4 separate regions of the Mus musculus genome follow, and regions 2, 3 and 4 are each linked to region 1. Evidence: chromatin contacts called from public promoter capture Hi-C data. All regions are on one chromosome and are shown on one strand. Each heading gives the region's core, a stretch centred on a gene start, on an enhancer-like site or on the middle of the called end of the contact. The rest is flanking DNA. Distances are from core to core; before and after follow the strand shown. Region 1 holds the start of Spock3 (sparc/osteonectin, cwcv and kazal-like domains proteoglycan 3). Region 2 holds the start of Tll1 (tolloid-like). Region 3 holds the start of 4930512H18Rik (a long non-coding RNA gene). Region 4 holds the start of Sgo2b (shugoshin 2B).

What was found. Promoter capture Hi-C pulls out the DNA fragments that hold promoters and counts their contacts.
Region 2: a contact with region 1 is called in a promoter capture Hi-C map of frontonasal cranial neural crest. The contact joins the promoter of Tll1 here to the promoter of Spock3 in region 1. A contact is called at or near these places in 2 of 39 promoter capture datasets (frontonasal cranial neural crest and hippocampal neurons).
Region 3: a contact with region 1 is called in a promoter capture Hi-C map of hippocampal neurons, with 2.7 times the contacts expected there. The contact joins the promoter of 4930512H18Rik here to the promoter of Spock3 in region 1.
Region 4: a promoter capture Hi-C map of embryonic stem cells shows a contact between it and region 1, with 2.6 times the contacts expected there. The contact joins the promoter of Sgo2b here to the promoter of Spock3 in region 1. A contact is called at or near these places in 5 of 39 promoter capture datasets (the 3T3-L1 cell line, embryonic stem cells, hippocampal neurons and 1 more) and 1 of 9 other capture datasets (embryonic stem cells).

What each region holds. Positions count from the first base shown.
Region 1 is chr8:62,949,842-62,953,053 of GRCm38.p6, forward strand. It overlaps Spock3 (sparc/osteonectin, cwcv and kazal-like domains proteoglycan 3), which reads left to right and starts at 1,504. Exons shown (of 12, transcript NM_023689.3): 1 at 1,504-1,687; 2 at 1,959-2,147. The coding sequence starts at 1,959.
Region 2 is chr8:64,204,320-64,207,531 of GRCm38.p6, forward strand. It overlaps Tll1 (tolloid-like), which reads right to left and starts at 1,689. Exons shown (of 21, transcript NM_009390.3): 1 at 896-1,689. The coding sequence starts at 1,064.
Region 3 is chr8:61,909,289-61,912,500 of GRCm38.p6, forward strand. 4930512H18Rik (a long non-coding RNA gene) reads left to right here and starts at 1,517. Exons shown (of 3, transcript XR_870457.3): 1 at 1,517-1,661; 2 at 2,950-3,212.
Region 4 is chr8:63,950,707-63,953,918 of GRCm38.p6, forward strand. Sgo2b (shugoshin 2B) reads right to left here and starts at 1,464. Exons shown (of 8, transcript NM_001195687.1): 1 at 1,232-1,464.

The sequences.
Region 1 (3,212 bases), core at 254-2,753:
AAGGTCCTTATCCTTATTTTTTTTAAATAATTTTAAATCATGATGAGACATTCTTATTGAATTAAGAGGACTGTATGTGGGTCTTAAATTTTTGAAGTAGAGAGGTGAAGCTGGGGATATACAGAAGAGGCATTGGAGGGTGAGTCAGCCAAGTATTCATGATATAGAAATGAAAACTCATAAAGGCTATAACACATGCTGAGCTTGCTTGTAACAAAGCAAACTAAGTATCTAGGAATAGTATATAGAAATACTACATGATACTGTTCTCAAAAATTGTTGATGCATCTTTGCTATCAGTCGATACGTCTGTAAATTATAATTGTAGATTTGTAATAACTTTCTCCCTTCTTTGTGTGTGTGTGTGTGTGTGTGTGTGTGTGTGCCAGGAATCGGAAAGTGTCTTCTTACTACGTTAAAAATTTCACTTTTATCATTTATGCTAATAATTGACACTTCCTTAGATTCTGTATTTAAAGTTAGTAATTAATATCAATCAGTTTGATTTCTTTAAAATATCATCTAAAAGTTATGACCCGAGTGAGAACAAAGTACTCAGAATACGGGACACACCTGTTGCCACTATTCTAATGAAGACCTCCTGAATTTTAGAAAATACAAAGGTCATAGCTTGGGAAGGTGTAGCTTGCCTGACATATGTAATTCAAATACAGATGGCTAACACTTTTGTAGTCTGTTGATTTCCAAAAATCTCTCAATTTACATACCCTGCTCAATTAACCTGCTTTCTGTAAGTACAAGGAAAAGAATTTCTTCACTGGGCTCTGCACAGGGTGTGAGAATAGATTTGGGCAGGCAAATGTTTTTGTTATCAGTGGAAGTTCGAAGTACATCCTAGCTAGGGCCTCAAAGCTGTTTGCTTATATTCAGAAGACTGACATAGGTGGCTTATTTATCTTTGCTTTAAGGACTGTAGCATACACCACAGTTATTGGAGGGATTTTAGAAAGGAAAAACGGGTTGTGTGCACTGAGCATGGCATGCTGGTGAAATCAAACACTTTGCCTGCCAAATCTAAAGAGAGTTTGGCTCTGAAATAATTCAGAAGTTCAGAGCATACATTTGCAGACAGTGAAGAGCTTCCCCAAGGCCTTATGGTGGTCTTTAGGAAGGAGGAGCTGAGTTCAGGTTCAGAGCAAAGTCTCACGGACTCTCACTCTGAGATGCATAAAGTTTTCTTCTGATCTATTTCCTTATAGCTGCCTGACCACCCTTGAAATTGAAAAACAGGAGTAGCAGAGAGGGAGATGCCTTGCTTCACCGGCATTCAATCCAAGAGAAGAGAGAATGAGCTGGTTGTGCCTGGAACATGAGAACCTTTTCTGGAGGCAAGAGGTTAGAAAGCAAGGGATTCCTAGGAGAGGAGCCTACTGCATCCTCTGGCTCCAGCCAGGCTTCGCATCCGGAACTTGCTGCAGCTGGGATTCAGGGAGAGGAAGGTGGGATAGGAGGAGGGGAGGAAGGAGGTGGGGGAGGGAGGGGTGAAGCGAGGGGAGCTGGCGAGGGATAGGCGCGGGGAGGGTGGGATGGGGGGAGCGCCGGGCGCAGGGAGCTGAGTGGACGGCTGAGACGGCGGCGCGTGCAGCAGCTCCAGCAAGAAGCGAGTTGCCAGAGCCGGGCTGCTTTTCCATCAGGAGCTGCGAGCTCCGTGCCCGCTCTCAACAAGGTGATGGGCCGGCAAGCGTTTTATCTGGCCGCTGGGACTCTAGCTGCTTGGGGCTTCCTCCCTTAGACCCCTTCTTCTTCTCCCTTGGGTCTGCGTGTGTGTGAGTGCCCTGGTTTGGGGGTGAAGCCTCCTGGAAGGGGACACCCCTGTCCCTGCTCGTCTCCCCTTCTCTCCAACCCGTCCTCGCTGATGCATGCCTTCCAGGGGCGCCCCCATCTTCGCACCCGGTCTCTGACATTGCTCCCTACCCGTGGTTGTGTCTCCTTCCCAGATGCTCAAGGTGTCAGCCTTATTGTGTGTGTGTGCAGCGGCTTGGTGCAGCCAGACTCTTGCAGCTGCCGCGGCGGTGGCTGTGGCCGGGGGGCGGTCGGACGGCGGTAATTTTCTGGACGAAAAACAATGGCTCACGACAATCTCTCAGTATGACAAGGAAGTCGGACAGTGGAACAAATTCCGAGACGTAAGTGATGCGCACCCATCTCCAGCCAAGCGCATTTAGCTCCAGAGCTGGCATTTGCTGTGGCCGCCAGAGGTGGGGAAGGGGCTCGGTTTTCTAAGGAACCCGGGTTGGGGCGAGTTGGGGTGCTAAAGCTTGTATCCTGTAACTGTAGAACTTAGCAGTCTCCACTCCCCCCCAGATAGCTTAAGTAGGAATTTGCTTGTTACATATGCTTCTGAGTTAGGTCACACCGGGTTTTCTCTCTTCCCCCTTTCCACCTCACCTTGCCCCAATTTTTCGCCCCCAAATGTTTGCAAAGTAGAGCTTCGACCTTCTCAACTTTTGAATGGTGTTTCTGGCACTAGTAAACACAGCAGGGTGCCTGTGCTGTTGCCTAGCTATAAAGTAACTAGGATCGATCTCCTTACTAATGGCCCATTAAGGAATTTGAGGGAGGAGATATAAAGATGTAACATTTATAAATGCCTGCTCTCTCAGGGTGGGAGGTTGTTTGGCAGCGTCAGTCTGCAGAAGTTGAAATGCTGCTGATTACGTAAAAACTGTTCATCAGATTCTATTTCTACATTCACTTACCCTGGAACACTTTGGTCTTGTGTGTACTGGGCTTATGGGGAGGAAATGGAGCAGCAATGAAAGAGTTAAACTGTAGACTCCCTTGGGAGTTTTCTCAAGAGCTCTTTAAAGGCGACCAGCTTTAGAGACTCCCACATTTATTTGCCTGGAGCCAATAGCCAGGACTAGTCACCCACACCTGATCTGAATAGAGTCCTATGAGAATATTTGCTGCTGTGCCCAGAGCCTTGAACTAGGCTGATGCCCCAGGAGAACATTCTGACCTCTGGATACCATCCCTACCTCACCCTGTGAAACCCAGGGGTTTGAGACCTGGCAGAGTGACTCATATTCCTTGTCTAGCCTTGTAATGACATTTGTGAGACTGCCTCTCTGATTCAATCACCAGTGCTTTCCGAGTCTGTGAGTGAACTTCTCCGATTAGCTCAGGTTCTCATGATTAGGAAAACAAATGGAGGCTTGCACTAATTCTCATCCTGGATGCATCATTCT
Region 2 (3,212 bases), core at 439-2,938, 1.3 Mb after region 1:
TCCCCAAAACCCTCCCTAATGCTTCAGCCAGTGTTGGGTCCCCTAGGACACTGCCCTCACGTGGTTCCCGAGAACCGTGAGTGGGGCTCCTACCACAGGCGGGCAAAAGCTTTGGGCGGTGCAGAGGAGGGACGCGTGGTGGCGCCGGCTCGTGGAAGCAGAGAGCTACTCTCTGGTGTTCCCGGCCCGGCGGGGTGAGCCCGCGGGCTTCAGGGAGTGTCAGTGCCTCTGCAGCTCCGGAGAGTACTTCCAGGAAGACACAAATTTGAATGGGGTAGCAACTTGGTATAAATATTATTAGATTTAGTTTTAAATGGGAGAAAAATAACTGGGATCTTATCTACAACTGAGTTCTTTTAAGGTTGTCACAACACCCTTCTGGTCTGGAACTCACACTTAAACTCTTGGTAAAACAAGGAGTGTCCAGAGGCAGAGATGCCATCTCCACCCACCTTTTGGAAAACTCTGCCTACTCGGATATGAACAAACTCTGGGAAACCTCGTCCTGGAACAGCGGAGGTCTTGTCCCTTCCTGGTGCATTGAACCCGCTGCGTGCTGGCATTTAAAACCCACAGAAGCCAGCTGTGTTTATGACTTGTTTAATTTCACAGGGGATGGGGGAGGGATCAGAAACTACAGGACGGGACGTTTGCCTTAAGCGATGGGGGACCAGTGCTTGGCATCTGATCCTACTAGCACAGAACTCCAGGGAACTTGGGCCGCCGCGCAGGGTGGAGAGCCGGGAGGAAAAAGGAGAGGGAGAGAGGAGGGGCAACGATGGAGGGGCTGAGCAGGAGAGAAGGAAACAGGTGAGCTCTCATTGCCTCTTGAAGGAGATTCCAACGTCTTGGTCCCCAGCAGCGCACCACAGTCCCAACTTAGACAGGCACTTACCAGCTTTGCACGGGTCCTTGTAATCTATAGGCTCCGTTTTGTCCTCTTCGTTCCCATCAAAAGTGTAATCATAATCGAGGCCAGCGCAGACCCACAGCACCCGGGAGAAAACAATACCCGAGACCACCAACCACAGGAGCATCCTCGGGGAGAGCGCTTGCAAACCCATCCTCCTCCCCTAGAGGAAAAGGAGGGGACCAGACCCGGAGGGCCGCGTGGATATGCGGGGCTCTAGGGACAGTGTTCTTATCCCGACTGGGAAGCTCCTCGGAAAGACCTGAATGTTCAGGTGTCCGGAGACATGCGGATGTCTTCAGGACGCTAGAGAGGGCAAATGTCTCCCTGTCTCCCCCGGATGCTGGGGAACTTGGCCGGGGGCCCGCGGGTGGGCGGAAGGCAGGTGAGGAGCTCGGCGCAGGGCAGCCGCAGCCAACCCGGCTCGGTCTAGGTCGTCCTTCCAGCGGTCGAACTTCCCGCGATCACGACCGGCCGCGGCGAGAGGCGCACGGCGGGCTCAGCTGCCACCGGAGCTCCGGCTCCCGCGCCGCGCCCCCGCCGCTGTCAGGACCCCGCGGCCGAGAGCGAGCTGCAGCCGCCTGCGCCCGCCGCTGCCACCGCCGCTGCTCGGGGAAGATGAATCCGGTCTGCACATCAGCACATCTGAACTGAAAGGGGAGACCGAGGAAGGGGGTGGGGGATAGGCATTTCTACGCCGCCAGACCTTAAAAGCCTGCCGAAGCTAGGGAAGCTCCCGACTGCCCGGAGAGCAAAGGGGTGTGAGGATTTGGAGTGCCTCTTTCCCCCCCTCTAGGCTGTCTTTTTACCCTCTTCCTAACTTGAAAAAAAAAAAAATCTTCGCAGCATCTAACCCAATCACTCGCATCCTGCTTACTTATTCATACAATCAGGGTCAGGATCCGGGCCACAGCCTCCTCTCTGACTTCGTTTGATAGCCTTATACAAACAAACAGACACGAGCGCGCTGACATTTCCATTTCTATTTTACTAAAGATAAAAAACCGAATGCATTCCGCATTTGCGTCCACGAACAGCAATTAATAGATGAGGTACGTGTCAGTGCAGAGCGCCAGACCGGGGGTGGCGCGAGGGATCGTGACAACTTCGCTGCAAATCTCTCTATCTTGCCCCCACCCCACCCCCAGATAAATAGGCGATGTGTGTTTCTTTCCCTTGCTGCTGTTTAACCTTCCTACCTCAAGAGTGGAAGGAAAAGTATCTGACCTTTCTCTGTTTGGGTAAGAAAACAGGCATCTGTGCAAAGGCAGTCTCCTAACCAACAAAGTTTTACTAAGAACTAGAGAAATTAATTTTTTTTAAAAAAAATCGAGTTCCAGATCGCACCAGCAGGAAACGCTAAGCCCTCGCTGATGGGCTGGAGCTAGGGCTCACGTGGGCGCAGGAAGGGAAGTTGGAATACTCGCCTCGCAAATTTTCTGACAGTTCTGGCGCCCATGCCCAGCGCCTCCTAGTACCCTTCGGCTTCACTTGTTTGATTTCCTCCCTAGGACAGGGTGTAAGAGCCGGCAGCTGGATCAGAGAGGTAAACCACTCCTCAGCCTAGCAGACTCAAGACAAACACAGGTTGTGGGAAATTGGGGAAGGGAAAAAAAAATCAGAGGAAATCTCTGCAAAAAAGCCCCTGGTGTGAGCAATTCCGAGGTTTCCCCACATCTGTAAGTAGTTTCCAAAATAGGTGAGACGACTTCCCCCACCCCCAAGCTTCCGGGAGCCCAGAGAGCTGAGAGCTTTCCTTTTCTAACAATATCTTTTACTGTCACTTTAGCAGGGACTGTCTTCTGGTGCCTTTGTATCTTTATTAGAGGAACCCATCTCTATTCCAAGTAGCCATTTAGGCAAAAGTAAGGAGCCAGGGAGCCATGAATATCGGAATCCTCTGTCTGTCTGTCTGTCTGTCTGTCTGTCTGTCTGTCTGTCTTTGCCTATCTGTCTCTCTTAGGATAGGAAAAAACCACCTTTGGCTTGGAGATGCGACTACTCTATACTTGCTGCAGAAAAGCAAGCAGATAATCTGGACAACATACTGTTTTCTACTTGAAGGAAAAGGGTAGGAGGTAGACTGGAGGTGATTGTTTCTCGCTTGGCAAAGTTGGAGTTTCTTGATGACCACTACAATGATGACCTCTGCCTGTAGATCTTAAACATCTAATCCTGACATACAGAGCAGACCCAGACCGCGGGTTTAAATAGATAAAACATAAAAGAAAAAACAGAAAAAAAAAAAAAAAAAGCTTGCTAAGGAGGTAAAGACACTGCTTTCGAAATTTCTTGCTGAGTC
Region 3 (3,212 bases), core at 267-2,766, 1.0 Mb before region 1:
CTATCCACATCATTGCATCTGATTTTTTTCTCATTGAAGTTCTCCCCAGTTCCGAATGGATATTCTGTCTCCTATACAGAGAAACCAGGAAAGGGAAACCAGAAAGGTGGCAAGGAGGAGAAAAGAAACTGAAACTCATCCTATATGTGTAGAAACCAACATGTTGGAAACTCTGACAGGTGGACTCCAAGGTCCAGCGTCTCCGCAAACATCCTCCTTGAGCTCTGAACTCTGTCCCTTCTCCTCCACTCCCTCTTGTGTATGTCTAGGATCTGCACTCCCAAGTGAGGAATGGGGATGTGAGTGAGTCTCTCTCTCCCTCTCTCTCTCTCTCTCTCTCTCTCTCTCTCTCTCTCTCTCTCTCTGTGTGTGTGTGTGTGTGTGTGTGTGTGTGTGTATGTGAACTGGTGCTTGTAAGTCACATTTTGGGATTGTTGAAGTGCGTCCTTGGGCAGAGACCTACAGTGAAGCTGTCTATCTTTTGGTCAGACTAAGAAAGTAGAGAAAGCAGCACATTCCACCCGGTGGGGTTAGAAGACCTCTTGTATGTGATACAGATCTTCAGGGGTTCAAGTATATGTCTTGCAATTCTGCTGCGTTACTATTTTAGTCTAAGCCAGCTAGCTGACTTCCAGCTCTGAAATCTCCATTTCCTCTTCCAACCCTGGTTGCATACTTACAGAGAAGTCTTCCTGTGGATTGCTTTCTGCCTTTGAACAATACACTGGATCTCTCATTAATTGTCCTTCAGTGCACTTGTTATCTGGATTGAAGTCTCTCCCCTTCTCTCTACTGCAATCTCCTTTCCTGCCCTTGTAAGGGCAGAGATCTGATAGGCAACCTACAGGCACAATCCCTTTTAAGGCAGTTTATGGTTTATCTGGAAATATTCTTTAAAGATTTGTGACATCTGATTTTATTTGTTCTAGTTGGTGCTTTGAGATATTTGTTATTCCCGATGATTTACACTTTTATGTTTTTAAAGTAAAGTTTAAAAATTATTTTAAATTATGTGTATGTCTTTGTGTGTGTGTGTCTCTCTCTCTCTCTCTCTGTGTGGGGTCTGTTCATTTAAGTGCAGGTATCTGTGGAGGCTAGGGGCACTGTATCCTCCTGGAGCTGGCAATACAGCTGGTTGTGAACCACCTGATGTTGGTACTGGGAGCAGAATCCCAGTCCTCTGGAAGAGTAGCAAGTTTTCTCAACTGCTGTGTAAACTTCCAGCCCTTACATTTTTGTTTTTATTCTTAATTCCCAAGATTGTATATCACTATAATCTGCCAAATTGGTGTGTATGGTGTAGACTGAGAAGGTGAACCTGCTAGTAAAGGTGTGCTCACTCCACTTTTCAAAGCCAAGTATGTTCATCTCAAAGTATCCTCCAGGGACCCCTTGTCTGTGGTCGAGCTAGTCCCTCTAATTCTGGGATAGGGAGGGAAAAAAAGTCTAACCAATAAAAATGTTGTGCCTTTAGGAGATCTAGAAAGTAAACTGTTTCTAACTCATGTTAAAATTGTTTGTTGCATGAAATTACAGAACCAGCAAGGAATGGAGAGATGACTCAGCAGTTAGGAGCATTTGCTGGACCTGCAGAGGACCCAGTTTCATTCCTGCCATCAATACCAAAACGCTCACAAACAACTTTAACTCCATTTGCAAAGGTTCTGGCACCCACTTCTGACTTCTTTAGGCACTGCACACACACAGTGAATATACAGACAAACAAGCCTACACAAACATGGATAAAATTTAAAGATCTAAAAATCAAAAGGCTATCGCAGCATGTAGGAAAAACGGGAAGTTCAACTTAGGACATTTAGCCTTTGGAGGCTCAGCCATGGAGACAAAGTTCAACTGGGAACTCCGGCTATTATCTGCTACATGCTATGAGCAGCCAGTTAAAGGATATGAGCTCTATCTGTTGTTATTTGTTATTTTCATTTGGAAGATCACCGCAGTGGACACTCTGCCTGGAGACTCTTTCTGTTGGGACTGCCAGCTGTTTGCTTTATAGGGGATTCCCTAGTTCATTTGTGCTGGATGGTTTGTGTTCCTACTTTGATGATATTCTGCCATCTTTCTGCAACTTGCCGTTATCCTTTTACATTGGCTTGCTGTACAGTCACTATGCTGACTTACTCAAAGCTAGAAATGTGGCTACTGTAGAGTATCCTTTATACTGCACAGTCTTCCTTCCCCGGGCACACCAAACCTTGCTCTACTCCAGTGCTTTGCATATTTAGACTTTAGGATTTTGCAAGCCTGTTCTGTTCTTACCACATGGGTTTAATCTCTTTCTTGCGGGTACATTCTTTTCCGGTAAGAATCTTTGTAACACTTTTCCTAGTAGTATGTACATTATCTAAGTGCAGCAGTCTGCTCGTATCCTCATAATATGGTTATCACCAAGCATAACCCATAGCAGATACACAATAGCTGTTGAGTTTCCTGCTTTCTTCTCTTTCTTACTTAGCAGTCTTGCTGGATTTTTGAGAACTAACCCTATTTTTCTATCCTTTCTCTCTCTCGTTCTCTCTCTCTTTCTCTCCATCCATCCATCTATCTTTTATTTATTTATTTAGGGATAGGGTTTCACTATGTAGCCCTAAGTGGCCTGGAATCTCTATGTAGACTAAGCTGGCTTTTCACTCAGAACTGTGCATATCTCTGCCTCTCAAGCTATCCCACTTCCTAGTGGTATTTCACATGTCCTATTTATTTCATTACATTTTCACATTAATAAATGGCTTTGTGCTTTTTAATCCCTGGATTGCTGCAGACCTAAACATTGCTTAATAAGTATATGTGAAATGAAGACATGTCAATCATTCATTTACATCATGAAAACGTATTAGTCATTTGTATATATTTTTTCTTTTTAAAAAATTTCCAACATTTTTATTGTTTGGGAGTTTTACATAATGTACCCCTATCGCATTCCTATCCCAGACTTCCCAGATCCAGCGCTCAACCTTGTGGGTTTTTTTCCAAGAAGAAGACAAAGAAGAAAAAGGAGGAGGAGGAGGAGGAGGAGGAGGAGGAGGAGGAGGAGGAGGAGGAGAAGGAGAAGGAGAAGGAGAAGGAGAAGGAGAAGGAGAAGGAGAAGGAGAAGGAGAAGGAGAAGGAGAAGGAGAAGGAGAAGGAGAAGGAGAAGGAGAAGGAGAAGGAGAAGGAGAAGGAGAAGGAGAAGGAGAAGGAGAAGGAGAAGGAGA
Region 4 (3,212 bases), core at 214-2,713, 1.0 Mb after region 1:
GCCCAAAGTGGGATCCAGCTCAAGGGGAGGTCCCAAGACCTGACACTATTACTGAGGCTATGGATCGCTCACAAAAAGGGACCTATCATGACTGCACCCTGAAAGATCCAAGCAGTTGAAAGAATCAGAAGCAGATATTTGCACCCAACCAATGGACAGAAGCAGCTGCCCCCTGTTGTTTGATTAGGGAAAGGCTGGGAGAAGCTGAGGAGAAGGATGATCCTGTAGGAGGACCAGCAGTCTCAATTAATCTGGACCCTGGAGATCTCTCAAACACTGGACCACCAACCAGGCAGCATACACCAGCTGATATGAGACCCCCAACACACATACAGTAGAGGACTTCCAGGTCTGTGTTCATTCAGAGATGATGCACCTAACCCTCAAGAGGCTGGAGGCCCCAGGGAGTTTAGAGGTCAGCTGGGGTGGGGGTATCCACGTGGAGATGGGGTGGGGTGGGGTGTGGAGGAGGTGTGGAATGTGGAGCAGTTGAAGGGTGGGGAGGGGCGGGGAATAGAATATGGAGTGTAAAAAATGAATTACAGGTAAAATTAAGTAAATAAATGTGAAGACATGAAAGGACTTTTCAGTAGAAAACAATCTGCCCCATGTTAAAATGGTCATGTTTGAAAGCATTAAGCAGATGTGGAAAGAAAGGTGTCAAGCAATTGACAGAAGATGGCTTGGGGGATGAATTTCTGCAACAGGGAGGAAGTTTCCTCCCAACATTTCAACATTAAAGTTCAATTTTTCTGAAGTTTTGCCCAAAGGAAAACGTAAAACTGCAGGGAAGTAGGTAGGCTAAATGCTGGTTTTCACCTCGCAATCTGAGCAGAGAAGCAAGGAGGCTAACTGCAGATCTTCAAATTTCCCTACTTCAAATGCCCCAGACTCATCCACAGCTGTGTGGCAGATCTTCTGCTGTGACCTCTTCTTATCCTCTGACCCCACTTCCCAGGGCGGGGAAATAAACAGACCCTGATGGAACAACTCTCCTTTCCTCCCTCCCGTGGACCCCCCCCCCCCCCCCGCCATGCCATCCCCTAGCTTATAGCGCCTCTCTATTCCTTAAGTGTCAGCTCCCAATACCCAGATCTGAGCCAAGCTTTTAGTTCTGTTCTAAACAAGCTAGGCAGAGGCCCTGCCTGGAGATAGCATCCGTATCTACACGCAAGCAGCCTTTTCAGACCTGGTCACGGGGACCTAGATCCCTTTCCCTCCCAATACTGACCTGAAAGCTACTGTGACCGTCTGCCCAGCTAGGAGCTCAAAGGCAGAACAGAGGTTAGCGCCCTGATCCAAAGCCAGCACCGCGTCCGGCCTCAGCGTCCGGGCCCTCCAAGCCGCTGCAGGAGGTGCCAGGAGTAGCTGCTGAGAAGGGTTCGGGCTCCGCAGGCCTCGCTATCCCCGCAGCCTGGCGACCCCTTCAGCTGTGGGTGCCCACACTTGCCTGAGGACCTCGACAATTCCCGAAGCCTAGGAGTCAGGTTTAAACTCAGCGGGAGACAGCAGTAGCCTCTCCAGCCAATCAGATTCAGAGAAGGCAGCACATAGGTGAAAGATGTAAGAGGCGGGATGCCCTGTAAGCTCTGAGTGGTGCTCCCTGAGCCGAGCCGGGATGCTACCCGCTGCCGCTGCCGCTGCCGGAGAAGGTTCTCAGTGCCTCTCTGAACCTGTGATAGCCATCTCCACCAGCTCTAACAGAAAAGGCGACGCCATGGATAAGTCTGACACCCTAAGGGTTGACAGGCATCTCAAGACCTTCTCAGGACTTTGTGTTGCTCACTGTGAGATTACTTGTCTGAATCTGGTTTCTGCACCCTTGCCCTCCAATCGTGATGTATGTATGTGTGTGTGTGTGTGTGTGTATATATTTATTATATATATATATATATATATAATTTTGAGAAAGGATTTTTAAAAACTGCTCTAATCCATTATGTTAAAAATACAAATAGAAGCCAGGCAGTGGTGGCACACTTGGGAGGCAGAGGCAGTCATATTTCTGAGTTCGAAGCCAGCCTGGTCTACAGAGTGAGTTCCAGGACAGCCAGGGCTATACAGAGAAACCCTGTCTTGAAAAACCAAAATATATAAATAAATAGATAAATAAACAGATACAAATAGGGAGTTTAGAGGTTATGAGCATTTGTTACTCCTACAAAGCAAGCTTTTGTTTACAAAAGCAGAAACAGTGATTTTTGTTAAAGTCGTACAAGACCAGAAAATTACAAAGATTAGCCCTTAAGAACCATTGACATTTGGATGTCCAATTTTGCTTTATAGTTCTCTTAAGCACACACACACACACACAAATTAAACTTTTTTCTTTATGGAATTCTCTTTTAAATTTGGGAATTATTATAGGATTAGTTATTTTCCTTCTGTTTCTTCTTCCAGCCATCTTCAAGCACTTAGGGTCTTCTATCAGGACTGCTCTAAGGGAAATATATACGCTTCATTTATATTTCAAAGGGAAGAGATGTCAGAAGCCATAATGAGACAAGCTAAATACTAGCAGGTGATCATCCTGAAATGGCCTGCTTCAGATTATTATATAATCTGCAACAGGTGAGCCCTTATTAAGCAAGGCTGTAAGGGACTCATTTTAGGAAAGAGTCCTGCTATTAATATGTTTTCCTGTTATTATTAAACATACATAATAATCAGTAAGTAATAGCACAGCCCTTTGGAGCAGATCTCTGCAGATTCACTAAGATGTACTAGCTTATAGTGATGCTACGTAGAAAAATAAATGACTTAAGTCTTAATAATGATCCTATAAGAATTCCTAAAATTATATCTGTGATTATTAAGCTCTTTTATAATGGAACTGCTATTAGGTCCTTTTCTGATAGTCACAGGTGCAATGAGAACTCTGCCAGTCTCCCAAGTGTCACCACTTAATTACTCTTAGATGATAACCAGATTTTCTCCTACTCAGAGTACATTCCAAGAGGTTGTAAAACAATTAACCAAAGGTTATAAAAAGGTAACTAACAATTTATTATAGGTGCAAGTCAGAAGATAAAATATCAACTGGGTTTATCTATACAAAACTTCACTAATAACTTAGTTATGGTTTTAAACCTTCAATGAACTTGTGAATCTGAGACAGGTGATGGGTGTTTAGCCAGATAATCACTCCTAATGGATATGCATGTAAACATTATCTGTTGTAAACTTCTAATTCAATTTGTGATTTGATTTTT